Linked DNA regions of Sus scrofa: all the other regions are linked to region 1. A link is a contact called in public Hi-C, HiChIP or PLAC-seq and promoter capture Hi-C data. All regions are on one chromosome and are shown on one strand. The core of a region is the stretch at or near the end of the contact, and the rest is flanking DNA. Distances in the headings are between cores, read along the strand shown.

The links. Promoter capture Hi-C pulls out the DNA fragments that hold promoters and counts their contacts. A called contact is a pair of places that touch in the nucleus more often than the background predicts. HiChIP or PLAC-seq counts read pairs in DNA pulled down with a chosen protein or histone mark.
Region 2: a Hi-C map of liver shows a contact between it and region 1, with 5 times the contacts expected there. The contact joins the promoter of IGSF8 here to the promoter of DUSP23 in region 1. A contact is called at or near these places in 1 of 5 promoter capture datasets (liver) and 2 of 47 Hi-C or Micro-C datasets (heart right ventricle and liver).
Region 3: a contact with region 1 is called in a promoter capture Hi-C map of fetal liver, with 3 times the contacts expected there. The contact joins the promoter of ACKR1 here to the promoter of DUSP23 in region 1. A contact is called at or near these places in 2 of 5 promoter capture datasets (fetal liver and liver), 5 of 47 Hi-C or Micro-C datasets (embryonic fibroblasts, epiblast stem cells, mesenteric adipose tissue and 2 more) and 2 of 2 datasets of contacts at active chromatin or transcription factors (alveolar macrophages and skeletal muscle).
Region 4: a promoter capture Hi-C map of liver shows a contact between it and region 1, with 4 times the contacts expected there. The contact joins the promoter of PIGM here to the promoter of DUSP23 in region 1. A contact is called at or near these places in 3 of 5 promoter capture datasets (fetal liver, fetal skeletal muscle and liver), 1 of 47 Hi-C or Micro-C datasets (blood) and 2 of 2 datasets of contacts at active chromatin or transcription factors (alveolar macrophages and skeletal muscle).
Region 5: an H3K27ac HiChIP or PLAC-seq map of skeletal muscle shows a contact between it and region 1, with 5 times the contacts expected there. The contact joins the promoter of LOC100155243 here to the promoter of DUSP23 in region 1. A contact is called at or near these places in 2 of 5 promoter capture datasets (fetal liver and liver), 2 of 47 Hi-C or Micro-C datasets (liver and retroperitoneal adipose tissue) and 1 of 2 datasets of contacts at active chromatin or transcription factors (skeletal muscle).

What each region holds. Positions count from the first base shown.
Region 1 is chr4:90,720,479-90,724,167 of Sscrofa11.1, forward strand. DUSP23 (dual specificity protein phosphatase 23) reads right to left here and starts at 2,197. Exons shown (of 2, transcript XM_021089591.1): 1 at 1,149-2,197; 2 at 177-615. The coding sequence starts at 1,415. The coding sequence ends at 430. It overlaps LOC110260311 (a long non-coding RNA gene), which reads left to right and starts at 1,874. Exons shown (of 4, transcript XR_002343382.1): 1 at 1,874-2,208; 2 at 2,350-2,446.
Region 2 is chr4:90,391,814-90,395,200 of Sscrofa11.1, forward strand. IGSF8 (immunoglobulin superfamily member 8) reads left to right here and starts at 1,801. Exons shown (of 7, transcript XM_003481424.4): 1 at 1,801-2,110. The coding sequence starts at 1,825.
Region 3 is chr4:91,223,737-91,227,458 of Sscrofa11.1, forward strand. It overlaps ACKR1 (atypical chemokine receptor 1 (Duffy blood group)), which reads right to left and starts at 1,874. Exons shown (of 2, transcript NM_001244095.1): 1 at 1,799-1,874; 2 at 353-1,383. The coding sequence starts at 1,819. The coding sequence ends at 379. CADM3 (cell adhesion molecule 3) reads right to left here. Exons shown (of 9, transcript XM_003481427.4): 9 at 3,626-3,722.
Region 4 is chr4:90,459,243-90,462,808 of Sscrofa11.1, forward strand. PIGM (GPI mannosyltransferase 1) reads left to right here and starts at 2,265. Exons shown (of 1, transcript XM_003355104.4): 1 at 2,265-3,566. The coding sequence starts at 2,533.
Region 5 is chr4:91,015,116-91,018,483 of Sscrofa11.1, forward strand. LOC100155243 (olfactory receptor 10J1) reads right to left here and starts at 1,630. Exons shown (of 1, transcript XM_001929130.2): 1 at 1-1,630. The coding sequence starts at 1,361. The coding sequence ends at 432. The region is part of intron 1 of LOC100520241 (olfactory receptor 10J1-like); the gene reads left to right.

The DNA of each region.
Region 1 (3,689 bases), core at 947-3,446:
TTCAGCATCTTAAGAGACTGAAAATGTGTCTTCTTGTGCTGGCCCACTTTCCAGAAGTGTGACCGTCGGCCATTCTGAGCCTTTGTCACCTCATCCAAAGAACAGGGATGGCCCTTCTGCCTTTCCTGTCCCACAGGGCTATTGTGAGGCTCAAAAAAGTTGCTGTGTGGAAGCACTTTGTAAAGTGCTATGCCATGTGAGCTGGTTCTTTATTTATTCAAGGCAGCAGCAGAGGAATCCCCAACATCCATGCAGCTCCAGCCATCCCTCCTACCAGGACCTGCCTGCCGGGAAGGAAGAACAACTTTAGTCTCTTGACCCAGCTGGACACTGGAGGGATTAGCACTTTTAGTCCACGTGAATGTCTCTGGCCCCATCTAACGCACAGGTCAGGGCCATGGGGGCCCCGCAGAATGGAGCTGAGGTCCCTTATTTAGTTCGCTGGTAGAACTGGAAGACTGCCTTCTCCTGCTCGTAGGTCTCGATGGAGCCGGGTCGGAGGCGCCGGATCTCAGCGATGGCGTCTCCTGCAGCCAGGCGCCGCTCCTTGACCAGGTAACAGGCCAGCATGGTGCCAGTGCGGCCAAAGCCCAGGGCACAGTGCACTCCCACCGCCTGTGAAGGGGGAGCTGGAGGAAGTGGAGGCCGATGTCCTCCCACCACTTTCCTGCCCCTCACTTGTAAAATACAGCCAGGTTTTAAAGATGTGGGATAGCAAAGAATGAAAAATCTGGTTAAGAATTTATTTTATATTGATTACACGTTGAAATGATAATATTTCGGACTTAACTGGGTTAAATTATATGATCAAAATGAATTTCTTCTGCTTCTTGTTTAACTTTTTAAAAAATGCAGCTCCACTATATGTGGGCAGAACCTTACTCTGGAGACTGCTCACCCAGCTCCTGACTTCAACCCCCGTCTCTTCCAAGCCTGTCAACTCACGTTATGGGGTTCTTCGTTTTCTATACTCATCTCCTTTTCTCCATTTACCCCTCCCTCCTCCGCGTTTGTCTAGGTTGCACCTGTTTTCTGTCCCCGTCAGCCGGTCTTCCTCCAGTCTCTTTCCGCGACCTCCCCTGCTTTGCCCGTGTCCTCGCTGACCCCTCCCAGGCCCCTCCCTCCCTGCGCTGACCCCGCCCACTGACCTCTCCCCGGGCATTGGCCTCGTCCACGATCTGCACGAAGCGGTCAATCTGCTCTGGGCCTGGCGGGCAGAAGTCTGGAATGCGCAGTCGGTGCAGGGTGAGGCCGGGGCAGCTGTCGTGGTGCGGAGGCCCGCGTTCCGTCAGTGACACCAAGTGCCGTACACCCTGGTCCAGCAGGAACTGGTAGTGCGCGGGGAGCCGGGGCAGCGCCAGCCCCGCCAGCCGGCCGGGGAGCACCCACGAGAAGTTGGGGGGCTGCACGACCATGGCTAGGAGAGGGCACAAGACAGCTGATCATAGGGGGCGAGGCCGGCCGGTCCCGCTCCGCCCTCCCCCCCTTCCGGTCCGTGGGCCTGGTAACTCTCCGCCTACCAAACACTGGCGCCTCCTGGGACCACGTGGTCTCCAGGACTCGACCTAGGGTGCGCCCTGCTCCGCCGCGGGGGATTGGTGGAGCCACTTGAGGGGCGGGGCTAGGGCGCTGAACGCTGAGCTCGGAAGACTGAGAGGAGCGATCCGGTCTGGCCCCAAGCAGGACACCAGTTGATTGGCTGGATGATCAATAATGGGCGGGATTACTGCTGCGGTGCGCTTGGAGATTGGTGGACCATGCAAACAGCCAAGCAGGAAAACCTAGAGAGAATTCAGAATTGTTTGCTGTGGAGTAAGGAGCCCGGGGTCAGGCTCTGCTGCTCCCTGGCGGTGGAAGGGCGTTATTGCATCACTGACCAGCTTCCCTGCTGCCCAAGGGCCTGTCCTTGTCTTACTGTCTTCAAGATTGGATGCCCAAGGGTTTATGAGATGGCAAATCTACATCCGCTTTGGGGGGAGGAACCTCCTCTTCAGTGACTCTGACAAGTCGTTATTGGTGATTTTATGAACTCGTCTAGTAAGCGGGAATCTGTACAGGGAACTGTTCTCATTTTCCATTGCTGGAATTGGTTTTTAAAAATGAGAGTTGCAGCCATCTGGTACTCTGAAGTCTTACCCGGGATAGTAATTATTTAAAATAATAATAACAACATGAGAACCAATAAACTGAGCATTTACCGTGTGCCAGGTATTATTCTAAGTACTTTACATATTATTTAATTACATATTTAATTTGACATATATTACGACTTATTTAATTAACATATATTAACTTATTCATTTAGTCAATAATCTTTTGAGGTAGGTAAGCAAATTAACTCTCTTACAGATGAGAAAACTGAAGCTCTGGAGAAGTCCAGGAACTTGACCAGGAGATGACTAGTGGCGGATTTGAAACCGAGCAGCCTGGCTCCAGAATCAAAATGGTATTGTATTCTAAAGTTAAATGGAAGATTACTGCCTCTTTACATAACCCTCTTCAAACCCCTTAGCCGGGTTTCAGGATTTCTTAGTTTCTCTTCACAGCTCCTGATTTCCAGGTGCTCTGAATCACTCTTCCTTGGGGAAGCTTGAGTTTATCTGTCATTCATAAAAGGTGGAGAACTAGATGTGAACACAATGTCTTAGCTGTGATCCGACTGGTTCATATCCTCATTTGAACAATGTGCTCCTAGTGATGCAGACTAATTATAATTATGAAAATAGTTAACTTTTGTGAATTTATTTGCTTATGTACCAGGCCCTATGCCAGGTACTTTCTGGAAGACCCTCAGAGGGGAAGGTATTTTTGTATCCCTTTTGCACATGAGTCATCTAAGGCTCAGAGAAGTTGGTTACCTTGGCCAAGCACACATAGCTAGTGAGCCGCTGGACTGGTTGAGCCACGGTCTCTGTCATTCGAAGCCCCGGCTCCTTAGCCATGAAGATGGACTTCCCTCCCTCTGTCCCCACCTCCCCCTGAGACACACATTTGGTTCCAGCAAAATGAAAAGGAATTTTTCTTCCCCCAAAGGTTGAAGCCTGCTCTGACCCTGTGGAAAATGCACTTACCCTTTACCCAGACGACTCTGAAGCTTTACCGCACCTACTCTCCCCACGTTCCAGGAGCTGTCAAATCAACCCTTTCCTCCCCTTCCTGACAATCACAGCCCTGATTAAGTCCTTCCTGTCTGCACTCCCATTTCCTACACAACTCCCTGTGACTCTTTCTCGCCTATCCCAAGTTATTCCTTTCCCCTCTTCCTACTGTGCCTTTCAGCCTCCAGTTGTACCCCCAACCCCCTGCAACTTCTCTTAATCCCTCACTCGGGGGTTTCTGGTTGCATGGCCCCTGGAGACAAGACCCCAGCCCTTGCTCCTTTCAGGGTGACCCTTTCTCAGTTCCTTTGCCTGGCTCTCCTTTCTTGGCTCCCTCCACTGTCAGAGAAAAACCTCCACATCTCTCCCCACCCACTCTATGCCCTTTGCCGGCCTCCTTGAAACCCAGCTCACAGCCCATCCTCAGAGGGAAGATGTTTCTGGAGGAGACAGAGCTTCCCGGTGAGCCTTTGCAGGGGTCGAAGTCCATCCATCCACCCACCTGGGCTTCTTTTGTAGGAATTCCTCCCCTGTCTCTGCTGCTTGGCCTCTGGCTTCCAGTTTTGGTCCCAGGTCCCCGCCTTGGTCTGT
Region 2 (3,387 bases), core at 551-3,050, 330 kb before region 1:
TGATTCAGAATTTCTCTGGTCTCTCCAGGATTCTTTTTTTTTTTTTTTGTTTTTTTGCCTTTTCTAGGGCTGCATCAGCGGCATATGGAGGTTCCCAGGCTAGGGGTCTAACTGGAGCTGTAGCTGCCAAGCCCACGCCAGAGCCACAGCAACGCGGGATCGGAGCCACGTCTGCAACCTACACCACAGCTTATGGCAATGCCGGATCCTTAACCCACTGAGCAGGGCCAGGGATCGAACCCACAACCTCATGGTTCATAGTCGGATTTGTTAACCACCAAGCCATAATGGGAACTCCTCTCCAGGATTCTTGAATATGGCTTCAACTGAGCACCTCATCTCATCGGGCACTGTGCCAGGATCAGGGAAGAGAAAGTCAAGGAAGATCTGGTCTGCCTTGGGCCACTTCCTCTCTCGGGGCCTGTTTCCTCTTCTGTAAATCGGAGTGAGTGAAAGGGTTGGGGGATGAGTGGGGACAGATGGAAGTTTGAGGATGAAAGCTCTGGGGTTAGTCCCTGTGGATGGCCACTTGGACATCCTGGCTGTCCCTTTCCCCTTTCTGACCCCACCCTTCCAGATCCTCCCCACATCCCTTTTTTTTTTAGCTTTTTAGGGTTGCACCCACAGCATATGGAGGTTCCCAGGCTAGGGGTCCAATCCGAGCTACAGCTGCTGGCCTATACCACAGCCACAGCAACATCAGATCCAAGCCGCATCTTCGACCTACACCACAGCTCATGGCAATGCCAGATCCTCAACCCACTGAGAGAGGCCAGGGATCGAACCCACAGCCTCATGGCTCCTAGTCGGATTCGTTTCCACTGCACCACAACAGGAACTCCCCCACTTTTTTATAGTTGAGGAAGAGACAGAGTTCCCAGGAAAGAAGTCTTTTCCAACCTCCCACCTCTGGGGCAGGCCCCACTCCTCCCAGTGCAGAGTGCTGTCCATTTCTCTTCACTGGACCTAGGGGCTCCTTCGCTTAAACCCCAAGCTCACCCTCTCTTTCGGTCTGAACTAAACCTCACAGCAACAGTTTAAATAATTCAACCCCCCCCATCTCCTATTTAGTGTTATCCTGTGCCAAGCACCTTGGTACATTATCTCAATTAACGTCACAAAAATCCTTTGGGGTGGACGTCATCCACTTCAATTTGCCAACATGAAAACAGGCTGGAGGAGGTTGAGCAACTTGACTAGGATCGCCAACCAGGAAGTGACGGAACCCAGCCGGCCAACCCTTCTAACTCACTTCCTCTGGTTCTGCCCCGAGGGGGTGGCAAACAGGTCTCCAGTGACCTTGCGAAGCCATGGAGCGTCCTTGAGCCCAGATCCTCCTAGTTCCATAACTCCAAGGTCCCGCCCTTCCCCATTTCGGCAGGGTTGGCCGCGAGGCGTAGAGGCTCCGGGAAAAGAGCTTGATTCTAAGTGTGCAGCCGCAGTCACCTCATTGACCCCAGGGGCCCCTGCACCCAAATCCTCAGGGAAAAGCCGAAAAGTGCAGGGTACGAGTACAACCTGCCAAGCTGACGTGGATGTGGCTAAACCCAGGTGCAGCCGGCTTCCGTGGGCTGGGGTCGGGGCGGAGCCAGGACCCAGGGGGGCGGGCCTGGATCGGGGTCAGGGAGGAGCTGGATAGCGGGGCGGAGCCTGAACGGGGGCGGGCGGAGTCCGGGCGGAGGTCCAGGACTAGGGTCCAGACACACCCAGGGATCTGAGCGGGGCCAGGGTCTGGAGGGGTCGGGGCGGGATTGGGGACCCGGGCGGGGCTAGGCGGGGGCGGGAGCCGAGGTCGGGGCGGAGCCTGGGTAAGGCCGGGCGGGAATGGTCTTTCCAGTTGCAGAGGCTGGAGGCACAGCAGTAGGAGGAGGAAGGGCAGGGGGAGGAGGGAAAAAGGAGGGGCCTAGGCTGCTCCCGCTCCGCTCCGCTCAGCTCCGCGCACCCACGCCTCGCTGCTCCGCTTGGTGCCCCTCACCCGGGCATGCGCCCCCTGAGCCCCCGGCCACCCAGAACCCGAGCCGCCCCCCAGAGCCTCCCCAGAGCTCGTTGCGCAGGATGGGCGCCCTCGGTCCCAAGCCGCCGCCGCCGCCGCTGCTGCTGCTAATGCTGGGTAAGCCCGGCTCCCAGCCCCGCCCGGCAGGTGCCTGCTACCTGGTGTCCAATCCTGCCCGACTCCCCAGCACTTCGGAGCCCCTCGCACCCGCCTCTCCATCAGCCTCGCCGGGCCTGGCGCTTAGCTGCCCTGTGAGGCCGCCGGCCGAGCCAGTCTTGGGGCGGGCGGCGAGTGGGGTGGCAGGCGGGGATTGAAGGCTCCCCCAGTTCTAGGCCCTGGGCTGGGGCACAGTGAGAACCCAAAGAGGTGCCACCCCCAGGGACCTCCTGGCCTCAGAGGAGCAGGTCCCACTTCTTAGCTGGCATGCTCAGGTCTTGGGGTCGCTGCGCCCAAATGCTGCGACTCCACCGCCTCACACTCAGCTCCAGGCCCAGCCTGAAGCTCGCCTGCGTAGGCAGTGCCTGCCCATCTCCGTAATTGCCTGAGTTGGCTGGAGGCCCAGGGGCGGGTTCTGCCCACGCTCTTTGAAGGAAGTCTCCCCTAATTGCATCCCCCACCTCAACTTCATCAAAAGTTGAGGGCAGTTCCATCTCTATCCTGGACCAGGTCTCCCTTTGCCCCTCTTTTCCTCTCCTAGATGTCCCTTGGGTCTGTAGCCTCCCACTGGTTGTCACACCCTCTTAGTCCCAGCTTCTCTGCCTCTGGAGAAAACAGGCTCTGTGGAGACTGATGCTGAGATCTCCAAGCGCCCTTGTGGCTGTTGTGCGTGTTCTCGGTGGGGTGTCCTGGGCCATTGCTGCACAGATGCATGCAGGCAGTGCCGGTGGAAATGTTTTGGGCCTGAACTGGAGGAGGCTCCCTGTAGGGGCAGTCTGGGGAGGAGTACCGTGAGACTGCTTGTACAGATGTTCAGGAAACTGAGACCCTTGAAATAAGAGCACGGGGTTGGGGGGGTGGCTTTGGTGCCAGGATTCGGAGCTGCCATAGTTACCGCAGAGGCTGACGTAGCCCCAGCCACTTGTTTCTAGATCAGAGCTCTATCACAGTGCCGAGCAGCCTCCCTGTACGACATAGGTCCCTGGGTCCTATGGGACTAGAATGAGTCGTCTCCTTGGGGGAGGCAGGAGGAGGTACAGAGGAAGGAGCTGCACAGCCTGGTTGCCTAGCACTCAGCCCGTTTTCCCCAGTGGGCAGCGTGGAGCAGAGAGGAGCCCAGGGGAAGTGTGATGCGGAGACAGAAGAGCCTGCTGAATACCCACTGCACACAGGGGCGCTTACTTTCATTTTGAAGATGAGGAAAATGAAGTAACTTTCCCCAGACAACCCATGTGATG
Region 3 (3,722 bases), core at 624-3,123, 500 kb after region 1:
TCTTCCCTGTTTTTCTCTCTCCAACTTCTCTGCAATTTCATTTCCTCTCTGCGGCAGCTTCTCTTCTTTCTTTACTTGCTAAGCCATCTCTTGGAGTTTTTTAGGTTTAGCAGCTCTGCTCATATTCTAGTTCCCCCCCCAACCCCCACCAATCTTCCCGCTTGAGATGGCAGTAACCCCACACCTCAAGAGAACATCTGTGTGCCCGGAGGATGTTTGCACATCATTCACTTTCTCCCCAGGCCAGCTAGAGAACCAGACGCTGGCAGGAAAGTCTGGCGTGAAAATGTCTCTCTCTCTCCATTCTCCTCCCTCTCCTCTACATCCCCAGACAAAATAAGAAACCGCCAGCTTCATAAAAACAGCGGAGACTTTAATTCAGGTTGACAGGTGGTAAGAGAGCGAGGATTTGCCTCCAAGGGTGTCCAGATGAGCAGACTCTTTTGCCGAGAGAGGCAGGGAGGGCGGGGAGGTGTGCATGGCCTGGTAGCAGACCCAGGCCAGGAGCAGGGGTGTAGCCACACAGTGCAGAATGGCCAGGGCTTCCGCCAGGTCCAGCAGCTGGTCCAGGGCCTGCTGGGCCACACATGATGACAACAGCAAGGCCCTGGACCTCACGAGGGAGTCTAGTCCCAGCATTATGCCCTGAGGCCACCAGAAAATGAACCAGACCCACAGGATATTAACCCAGGGACAGGGCCCCCCACCCAGCACCTTCTTCAGCCCCTTGGCTCCCAACAAGCCCAGGGGCAACAAGACAAAGATGGCAAGACAAGCAGCAGCGTGGATATACCGCAAAATTTCCCAACTTCCACTAAATGTCGGGGTGCAGAACCCATGGGATGTGTCACTGGCCAGGGTGATTGGCAGTGACAGTAGGGCAGCCCCTCCCCAAAGTCCCACAGTGATCCCCAGCCTGAGGCCTGGGATCTGGCCTGCATCCAGCATGGGGCCCAGGCAGGCTTGGCTCCCTATCAGCAGAGCTTGGGCAAAGGCGGAGCTGTAGGACACCAAGTGGGCCAGGTGGCACAGGGAGGCGATGGCGGCTCCACTCAGCTCCGGAGTCAGGACCGGCAGCACGATGCTGAAGAGGGCGCTGCCCACTGCCAACTGTACCAGGACAGACCGGTCCTGCTGGAGCCGCCAGCGGGACAGAGGTCTGAGCAGCAGATAGAGGACAGCGCCACTCGCCAGGGTGCCCAGGATACTGGCGAGGATGAAGAAGGGCCGCGAGGAGTAGTCAAGCAGGCTACAGGAGTGGCAGGGGGCAGCTGCTTCCAAGTTGGTGTAGTTATAGTCTGTACTGTAGGACTCAAGGAATTCATCCCACATCTCCTCTTCAAATTCAAAAGTAGAATTTTCCCCAGCCACCTGGCGGGCATCCTCAAAAGGGACAATAAGAGCATCAAGTCACCCCATGGAAGAGACTCCAGGGAACTCAGGGCAAGAGGTGGAAAAGAAGGATGGTGGGAAAAGGGGGGGCTTGGGAGAACCAGGTGCAGAGGGGATGGTGGGGGAGGACAAGGCAGGGCGACTCAGGAGGAAAAAGAGTCAGAGAGAAGCAATGAGAGGATCAGACCAGGACTGGGGGGGCCAGGGGAGGTGGGGTCCTGGATAGAACTGATGAAACCAATGAGGAAGCAAATGATGGGGGTGCCTAGGAGACTGGGTAAGGGGAGAAGGGAAAACAAGGGTGAGAGGCAAAGGGGGAAGGAGAGAGGTGTACAGACTTAGGGGCAGACAGAAGGGGCAGTAGGGGGCAGAGAATGGGGGCTGGTGGGCTCAACCCCACACTCACCGGGTGCAGACAGTTCCCCATGACACAGCTGGGCTCAGGGCCGGCAGAGAGAAGGGCTGGGATCCTTTTGTCAGGGGTGTGGTTCCAAGATAAGTGCCAGGGGCTAATGAAGGCCATGGGCTCTGGGCAGGGCCAAGGGGTGGGCTGGGGGTGGGGGATGCATTCAGGAAGTCTTTACCTCACGCCCACTGCCTGCTGGGAGCCTCAGAACAACTTGGGGGCACTGGCTCCAGGGCTTCCTGTTTTGAGGTTGGATTCTGCCAGTGGGGGCCTGTACTCGGGAAAGGAAAAAGGTGGGGACCAGAAAGTAGGTATTTTCCCAAAGGTGGGAAAAGAGGCTGAGAGGCCAGGGGGTTTTCCAGCAAGAAGGGATTCTTCAAGCACAAGGAAGGAAGAGGGGGCCAGAGGTGAAGTGTGAGCCAGAGACAAGAGACGTGCTGGGAAATTGGAGGGAAAGGGCAGCTTACATCTCTCCCTGATTCTCCATTCCCTTGAACTTGGTCCAAGAAAAGATAGTCCAAAAGCAGTGTTTGTGGGAGGGAGTGTTGGTGGTGGTTGTGGCTGGACCCATGTGATGCCGACAACCTGAGCCATTGGTATGCAGATGGGGGCTTTGTGTATTGGTCCGGGTGTAAGAATGTTCTTATTTCTCTGTGTGGCTGTGTGTTGTATAGTATGTGGAGCGTATCTGAGTTTTAGGTTTAGGCAGGGATCAGGGTGTGTGTACTGCTGATCTCCAGGTCTGGGTGTTTGGGTGTGAGACGAGGGAGGACTGGGGGACAGCTGTCGAGGCTGCATAATGAAGCTACTTCAGGGAGTGACTGGGCATTTGCCCAGCCATCTATGGGCACATTGGGTGTATCTCCCATACCAAGCAGAACACATGATGTGACAGGTTAAAGCAGGCTCTGGGGGACAATGGGACAATATTTTATAATGGGACTGTTGTCTATGGGGTAATCTCCATTCACATTTCTGTTGGGGGACATAAAGTCTCTGGAACTGCTACATTGGCCTGGTGTCTCAGCAAGATGTAAAGCTTCTTGCAGTGGAGGAGAAGAACTTTATGTCCCCCCAGCTGGCAGGGAGAAAGGGAGTGGACCTGGCAGGAGGCTCCCCCTAAGCTGCTGTTCTCTGCTTTTTAGCCCCTTCCCCCTACCATCCCGCTGCTTTCACAAGATCTCTGCTGTTTGGTTCCCTCCCGCCTCTACCCTGCATTTTATTTCCTGACTTGGGGAGCCTCCGCCTGGACTCTGGAAGAGGCGAGTCACGGAGTGTCTGAGTTGAAAGGATGAGATGAGATAGAGGGTTGGTTAGGCGACGCTATTTCATTTGATGAGAAAGCTGGGGATGAGCTGGTGCCCATTCTGCCAAGGGCTTTTCCTGTGCATGGAGGGGCGCCTGGAGGTGGAGTGGGGAAGCCAAAGGGCAGAGGGATGGCTCCCTAGCGGAGATGGCCCCCTTTTCTCCCAGGATAGGCGCTCCTGTTTCAGGTTCAACATGACAGAGGCTAGAAAGGGAGCTTGGGGGGTCTGCTGGAGCATCCTGGGATGATGCTGGGGGCGCGCCTCCTTCTCCAGCTCCGCCAGCAGAGGGCGTCAGGGAACAGTCCGATGCCCCATCCCAAACTTTCTAGACAGCAAGGACCCGGCCCAAAGGGGTGAACGCACTTCTCTCCCTTGGAGAGTTACGTGGTTTCCATACAGAGACACCTGGCCAGGCAGCGGCACCCCCGAAAGTGCGGGGCACAGGGATCCCAGCAGAACAGCCTTTATACACACGGGTCCCACCGGGAGCAAGAGCAGCAAGAAGGAGGCAGCCCAAGGACACGGATAATCCAGATATATTGAGGGTGGCCCCTCTGAGATTAGCACAGGAGAGTTTAGAAAGATTATAAAGATACACGATGCCCTCCCTGCTCCAC
Region 4 (3,566 bases), core at 1,015-3,514, 260 kb before region 1:
GGATCATAGTGAGAGTATCAGAAAGACTCAAGCAAGAAATCAAGAGGAGGCAGAGAGGGAAAATTAGAATTCATCATCAACATTTTATTTGCAGATTAGCCACATAGTAGTTAAGAATATTCTGGGCCAGAGTCCCAGCTCTGCCACTAGTTGACCATGTTACTTAGGAAAACTACTTAATCTCCCTAAGCCTTGATTTCTTCGTTTGTGAAAGAGGGAATATCTACCTTACATGATAAGTATTTAGCACAATGACTGACACACTGTAAATAAGTTCTCAACAAAGCTGGGTATCAGAAATCAACATCATCATCATTATTTGAATGGTGATGTGCCACCATTGTATATATGGCTACTGTACTGCCAAAAAAAAAAAAAAAATCATTAAAAAAGTGTAATTATTGGAGTTCCTGTCATGGCTCAGCGGAAACAAATTCAACTAGTAACCATGAGGTTGCATGTTGGATACCCGGCCTCGTTCACTGGGTTAAGGATCTGGCATTGCTGTGAGCTGTGATCTAGGTCGCAGACACGGCTCGGATCTGATGTTACTGTGGCAGTGGCATAAGCTGGCGGCTACAGCTCCGATTCGACCCCTAGCCTGGGAACCTCCATATGCCACAGGCGCAGCCCTAAAAAGCAAAAAAAAAAAAAAAAAAAGTAATGATCAACATAAGGCATATAATTATACGAAGGCACATATAAAGACAACGAGATATCAGAATATGAATATGCAATGTGTGAGCTTAACATGGTTCATCCAAAAGATAAACATAAATTATATAACAAATGGAAAGTAGTCCTGGGAGCTAAATGTACAAACTGGATGGAGTCATCTACTCTCCTTATGCTGGTCTACAAGACTTTCCCTAGGAAGAAGGATCAATGTGTAAAATCAAGTAAGTCAGTCAGCCAGTATTTATTGAACATTTACCATGTGCCTAACACTGCACATTCAGTTATGAGTAACTAAAATTAAGGGTAACTATAATCCCTAACCTCAAAACCCTTACAATCTTATTTAAAGGGTTACAAATACAATCTTAAGTAAACACAGCAATTCTACAATGCAGACTATAAATGGAATAAATGCCCACAGAAGGGAAAGAGCTAATGGGTTAAGGTCCTTGGTGAGAAACTCATGGAAGTAGGGGGACTGGAGAAGAGGGCAGAACTTGAGATAGATAAAGGATATTTGAAAGAGAAAAGTTGGGAACACCCCAAGGATGCCACTCCAGAGGTATTCTGGTAAGAGGAAAATCGAAACATCAATTCAGGTTTTGCTGAGTGCCTACTACAAGTCTGATCATGTGTTACATCCTGAAGTACAGAAAAGAACAAGATAATCTCTGCTCTCAAAGAACTCAACGTCTCCTGATGGAAAACTGGGAAAGTGAAACAAAAAAAATCAGTTATCAGTAACAAATTATAATATAGGAATGTTCATTCCAAAAGAGAATTTTGGAGCTGTGGGAGAGCAGGCACTGGACAGGACTCCACATATACTGGGCAGGGGTGTCTGCGTGAGTGAGCTGACAGCCTCTCCACCTTCTTCCGTTTACCCCCAGTTAGTGGGGAGGAATGGCATCTGAGTGCGTGATGAAAAAGTGAGCTGAGAGCAGGATATGCTTTTAGGAGTCAACAGTTGAGGCCTGAAGGAGCGACAGGGGAGGGGAAGGCAAGGATTACAGAAGGAATAGCAAATAGAACGACCCTGAGGCTTGAGGGTATGGCAGTTTAAGAACTCTATGAAAATTCCTGTTCTCCCTTCCCATCCCTCCAAGGGCAGCCGGTTAAAATACAGGCTGCCCAACTGAATTCAAATTTAGATTAAAAAACTAATATTATCAACCTATAAGTATGTCCCCTACATTGCATACACTCCGGACCCCCTTCCATTCATCCTATCCCAGCCCCCTCATAGCCCACAACTCGCCTCCCCGCACCCCCCAGGATTACCCTAGAGAGGGCTAGGTAAAGCATGAGACACCAAACAGGTTTTTTTTTTCTTCACTCATGTTTTTTCACCCGTGGGTCTCCGGCCCAGGCCTGAGGTATGCAGCTAGAAGCTCGCTCCGCTTCAGGGGTCAGTCTGTAAACGGAGTTGGGGCTGAGGAAGTAGGCGTGAGGGGCAGGGGACATTCACAAATAACGCTCGCGGAACTCCGTAAAAACACCACCCCCCGCCTGCCCTCCCGGCAAGCGGAAGTCGTCTTTCTCAAGGACCGGAAATCCCTCCCCCGCTGGAGGACGAGCGGAAGGGAGACAGCCAATCCAGAGGAAGGTAATTCTCCCGCTAGGCCACTGAAAACCCACCGCCCGCCGTGCGACCGGAAGCAAAACGGGGGCGGGCCTTCCTGTCGGAAGTGGTCGCTAGGCAGATGTTTCGGTAAGAGATTGTAGGAGATGTTTCAGCAGCCTAGTTGGTAGGAGATGTACGAATAGTGTGAGACAAGGAACGGAAGCCAGAGTCAGACGTCCCTTTGAAGGCAGTTTGGATTTGGGGCTGCGCTGCTGTGGTGCAGTCAGACCATGGGCTCGGCCACGCACTGGGGAGAGTGGTTCCTGAACCTGCGGGTGTCCCCCTCCGGGGTATTTGGTGTGGCCTTCCTTGCGCGAGTGGCCCTGGTTTTCTATGGGGTCTTCCAGGACCGGACCCTGCTCGTGAAGTACACAGACATCGACTACCAGGTCTTCACGGACGCCGCGCGCTTCGTGACGGAAGGGCGCTCCCCTTACCTGAGGGCGACCTACCGTTACACACCGCTGCTGGGGTGGCTTCTCACTCCCAACATCTATGTTAGTGAACTCTTTGGAAAGTTTCTCTTCATCAGCTTCGACCTCCTCACCGCCTTCCTCTTATACCGTCTGCTGCTGCTTAAGGGGCTGGGCCAACGTCAGGCTTGCGGTTACTGTGTCTTTTGGCTTCTTAACCCCCTACCTATGGCGGTGTCCAGCCGAGGCAATGCGGACTCGATCGTCGCCTCCCTGGTGCTTATGGCCTTGTACCTAATAGAAAAAAAATTCGTCGCGCGTGCCGCTGTATTCTATGGTTTCGCAGTGCATTTGAAGATGTATCCAGTGACCTATATCCTTCCCATAGCCCTCCACTTACTCCCGGAACGCGACCGTGAAGAAGACCTCCGTCAATCCCGGTATTCTTTCCACGCTCGCTTGTTCCAATTCCTGAAGAGGCTGTGTAATCGGGCTGTGCTGCTCTTCGCAGCGGTTGCTGGACTTACATTTTTTGCCCTGAGCTTCGGTTTTTACTACAAATATGGTTGGGAGTTTTTGGAGCACACCTACCTGTATCACCTGACCAGACGGGATATCCGCCACAACTTCTCTCCATACTTCTACATGCTGTATTTGACTGCAGAGAGCAAGTGGAGTTTTCCCCTGGGAATCGCTGCATTCCTGCCACAGTTAATCTTGCTTTTAGCAGTGTCTTTCGCGTATTACAGAGACCTTGTCTTTTGTTGTTTTCTACATACGTCCATTTTTGTGACATTTAACAAAGTCTGCACCTCCCAGTACTTTCTTTGGTACCTCTGCCTATTGCCCCT
Region 5 (3,368 bases), core at 380-2,879, 290 kb after region 1:
ATTCCAACAGGGACTCCAGTTTGAGAAATTCTAATGCTCTTAAGTAGGATGGAAGGGATTGCAGGGAAGAATGAACATCCTGGATTCTGCTTTTTTTTTTTTTCCCTAAGGGACTCTCTGTTGTCTTCATTAAGTGGAGAGCCATAAGGAAACCAAAAGGTCAATGGAAATCCTTGGCTTACACTACCATTGACCTTTTCTTGAGGCATATCCTGTCCCTGTTTGTCTAATTATCCGCAAAAACAAGGCTAACACTTTATTCAGGGGCTTTATTTAAAGCGCTCAGGCTCCCAGTTGAATGCTGTTACTGTTCCTCTCTTCACTGCCTCCTTCTGGGCCAGGTCTCTGGCAGCTAAGGACATGTGGCTCTACCCCTCATGTTCCTGCTTAGAGTAGGTGCTCGGAGCCTCAGAAGAACAGCTCCCAAGTTGTCAGGAAAGCTTCCTGCCAATGACCCGCAACAAAGCATCCTTGACTTCTTTGTTCCTCAGGGTGTACACCACAGGGTTCAGTAGGGGGGTGATGACAGTGTAGGTGACTGAGATCAGCTGGTCCTGATCCTTGGTGTTCTCTGACTTGGGCTTGAGGTAGGCAATGGAGGCACAGCCATAGTGGACAACGACCACAGTGAGGTGGGAGGCACATGTGGCAAAGGCTTTCTGCCGGCCCTCGGCTGAGGCGATCTTGAGGATGGTGGAGATGATGAGGACGTAGGAGATGAAAACCAGAGCCATCGGCACCACCAGCACCAAAACACTGATGATCAGCGTCAGGATCTCATTGACAGTGGTGTCGATGCAGGAGAGCTTCATCACAGGGTGAATGTCACAGAAGAAGTGGGCCACCTTTGCAGCACAGAAAGGTAACCTGAAGACAGATGTCACCTGTGTCATGGCCACAATCAGCCCAATGCTGCAGGCCCCCCCCACCAGCTGGACGCACACCCTCTTGTTCATCATGACCGTGTATCTCAGGGGATTGCAAATGGCCACGTAGTGGTCATACCCCATTGCTGTCAGCAGGAAGCAGTTAGTGATCCCAAAGGTTACAAACAGGAACATCTGTGTGGCACAACCTGCCAATGAGATGGACTGGCTCACACCCACAAGGCTGGCCAGCATCCTTGGGAGAATGACCAATGTGTATATAGTCTCCGAAGTGGACAGCATGCTGAGGAAGAAGTACATGGGAGTGTGGAGATGATGATCAATGTGGATAATTGTCACGATGACTATATTACCTGCGAGGGTTAAGATGTACAGTGCAAGAAACACCACAAAAAGAGTGAGCTGGTGCTCTTGGAAGCTGGAGAAACCTTGGAGAGAAAACTCAGTGGTGAGAGTGTGATTCTCTCTCTTCATTGAGTGGCCACTAAATCTGAAATGTAGAAGAATGAAAGTTACATGATTTCAGGAAAGCAGTTTAATCACAGTTCTGAAATTGATTGAATTTGTTCCCAGTGGATTAAAGCTAATCCCTGGGTTTACTTAATTCTGCTTAAAATATTTTTGTTCTGTAGCCCTCTGTTAAAATTTCCTATGCAAGGCATCCCAGAATCATAAAAGCTTTCCCCCCCCCACTATATAATTATGTGCATTCCCATTTAAAGTTACTCTTTCTCCTTGTCATGTGGAAGACCTTTTTTTTTTTTTTTTTTTTTTTTTGGTCTTTTTAGGGCTGCACCCGCAGCATGTGGAGGTTCCCAGGCTAGGGGTGAAATCAGAGCTGTAGCTGCTAGTCTACGCCACAATCATAGCAACATGGGATCTGAGCTGTGTCTGCAACCTACACCACAGCTCACGGCAACGCTGGATCCTTAACCCACTGAGTGAGGCCAGGGATGCAACCTGTGTCCTAATGGATGGTAGTCAGATTCATTTCTGCTGAGCCATAATGGGAACTCCTTCTTCCTCTTATTTAAATCATCTTGGAGTTCCCGTCGTGGTGCATCGGAAATGAATCCCACCGGGGACTGAGGTTGCAGCTTCGATCCCTGGCCTTGCTCAGTGGGTTAAGGATCTGGCGTTGCCATGAGCTGTGATGTAGGTTGCAGACACAGCTCGGATCCCAAGTTGCTGTGGCTCTGGTGTAGGCTGGTGGCTACAGCTCCGATTCGACCCCTAGCCTGGGAACTTCCATATGCTGCAGGTGCGGCCCTGAAAAGACAAAAGACAAAAAAAAAAAAAAAAAAAAAAAATCATCCTTATTCTTCAAAGCTTCCATCAACACATGTTTTACTCTGAAATTTTCGTGTTTATTTGGATTATTGTCAGCCCTCCTCAGTACAAACATTCTTTGGCTTTATACCTTTTATGTCTGTATGTCTCACGAGCTCAAGATGATGTATGTATGAATTTGATGCTTGAGAACACTTTGTTTAGGGACTGACTGGAGACTTCTTTTATTTCAAGACTGTGAGTCATCCGCTTCCACATCATTTAGGAAGCAGTAGCAAAGCAGACACAGAAAGGTTCATCCTGTTTTCAGGAAGGAAAAGGTGACTCTTAACCAATTATGTCTTCTCCCCATGGCTGTCTGAATGATGGAAGTTGACGGGCACTTCACAGCCCTGACTCACATATAGTGTAAACTATGCTATGTCTTCATCTTCTCTAACTATAAGGCAAATTTACAGCCCATACCATGTTGTAAGTAGGCATACACCTGTTCTGCAGAGGTAAACAGTTGTACCAGGGCAGATGCAGCAAACTCAAGTGTCCCTCATCTAAAGCAAATGCAGACCCTGAATATAAAGAATAGAATTACATGAAAGATACATCATTTTGTGGAAGGATGGAGCTCAGCCCAATTCATGTAATATTTCACATTTTTGTCCCTTTAGACAGTAAGCTCCTGGAGGGTGTTTAAATTATATTCTGATTTCCTTATGCATATTCAGAAAAAGCCTTTTTGCATAAAGTAAATCACATCAGTGGTGAAGGTTAGTAGGCATAGAGACCTCCTTCAAGTTTATAAAAAATTATTTAAGAGACGGTGGCAACCAGCTATTAATCATTTATACTAGGAAAGCTAAAAGAGAGTAAAGGTACAACAGAAAATATTTCCCAATAGGGAAAATCATTTGACACTCAAATATGTGGCTAAAGACATTTATCTTCTGTGCGGCCCCTAGGCATAAACTAGGCAGTGGTCCAGCCATGGGGCAGGGTGGCACCTCTACCATGAAATAAAAAATGTGTGTCAGAGCTTTTGATTGTGATAATGATGAACATGGGTGCTGCTTACAATTAATGGTTCTTTGTGTCCTGCAATACATGTGATATTCCCATCCAAGGGAAAATTGTCCTATTCGAAATTCCAGCAGGGCTTCTCCTGAGAAATCCTATGCTAGAGCGACGTCCAATCTG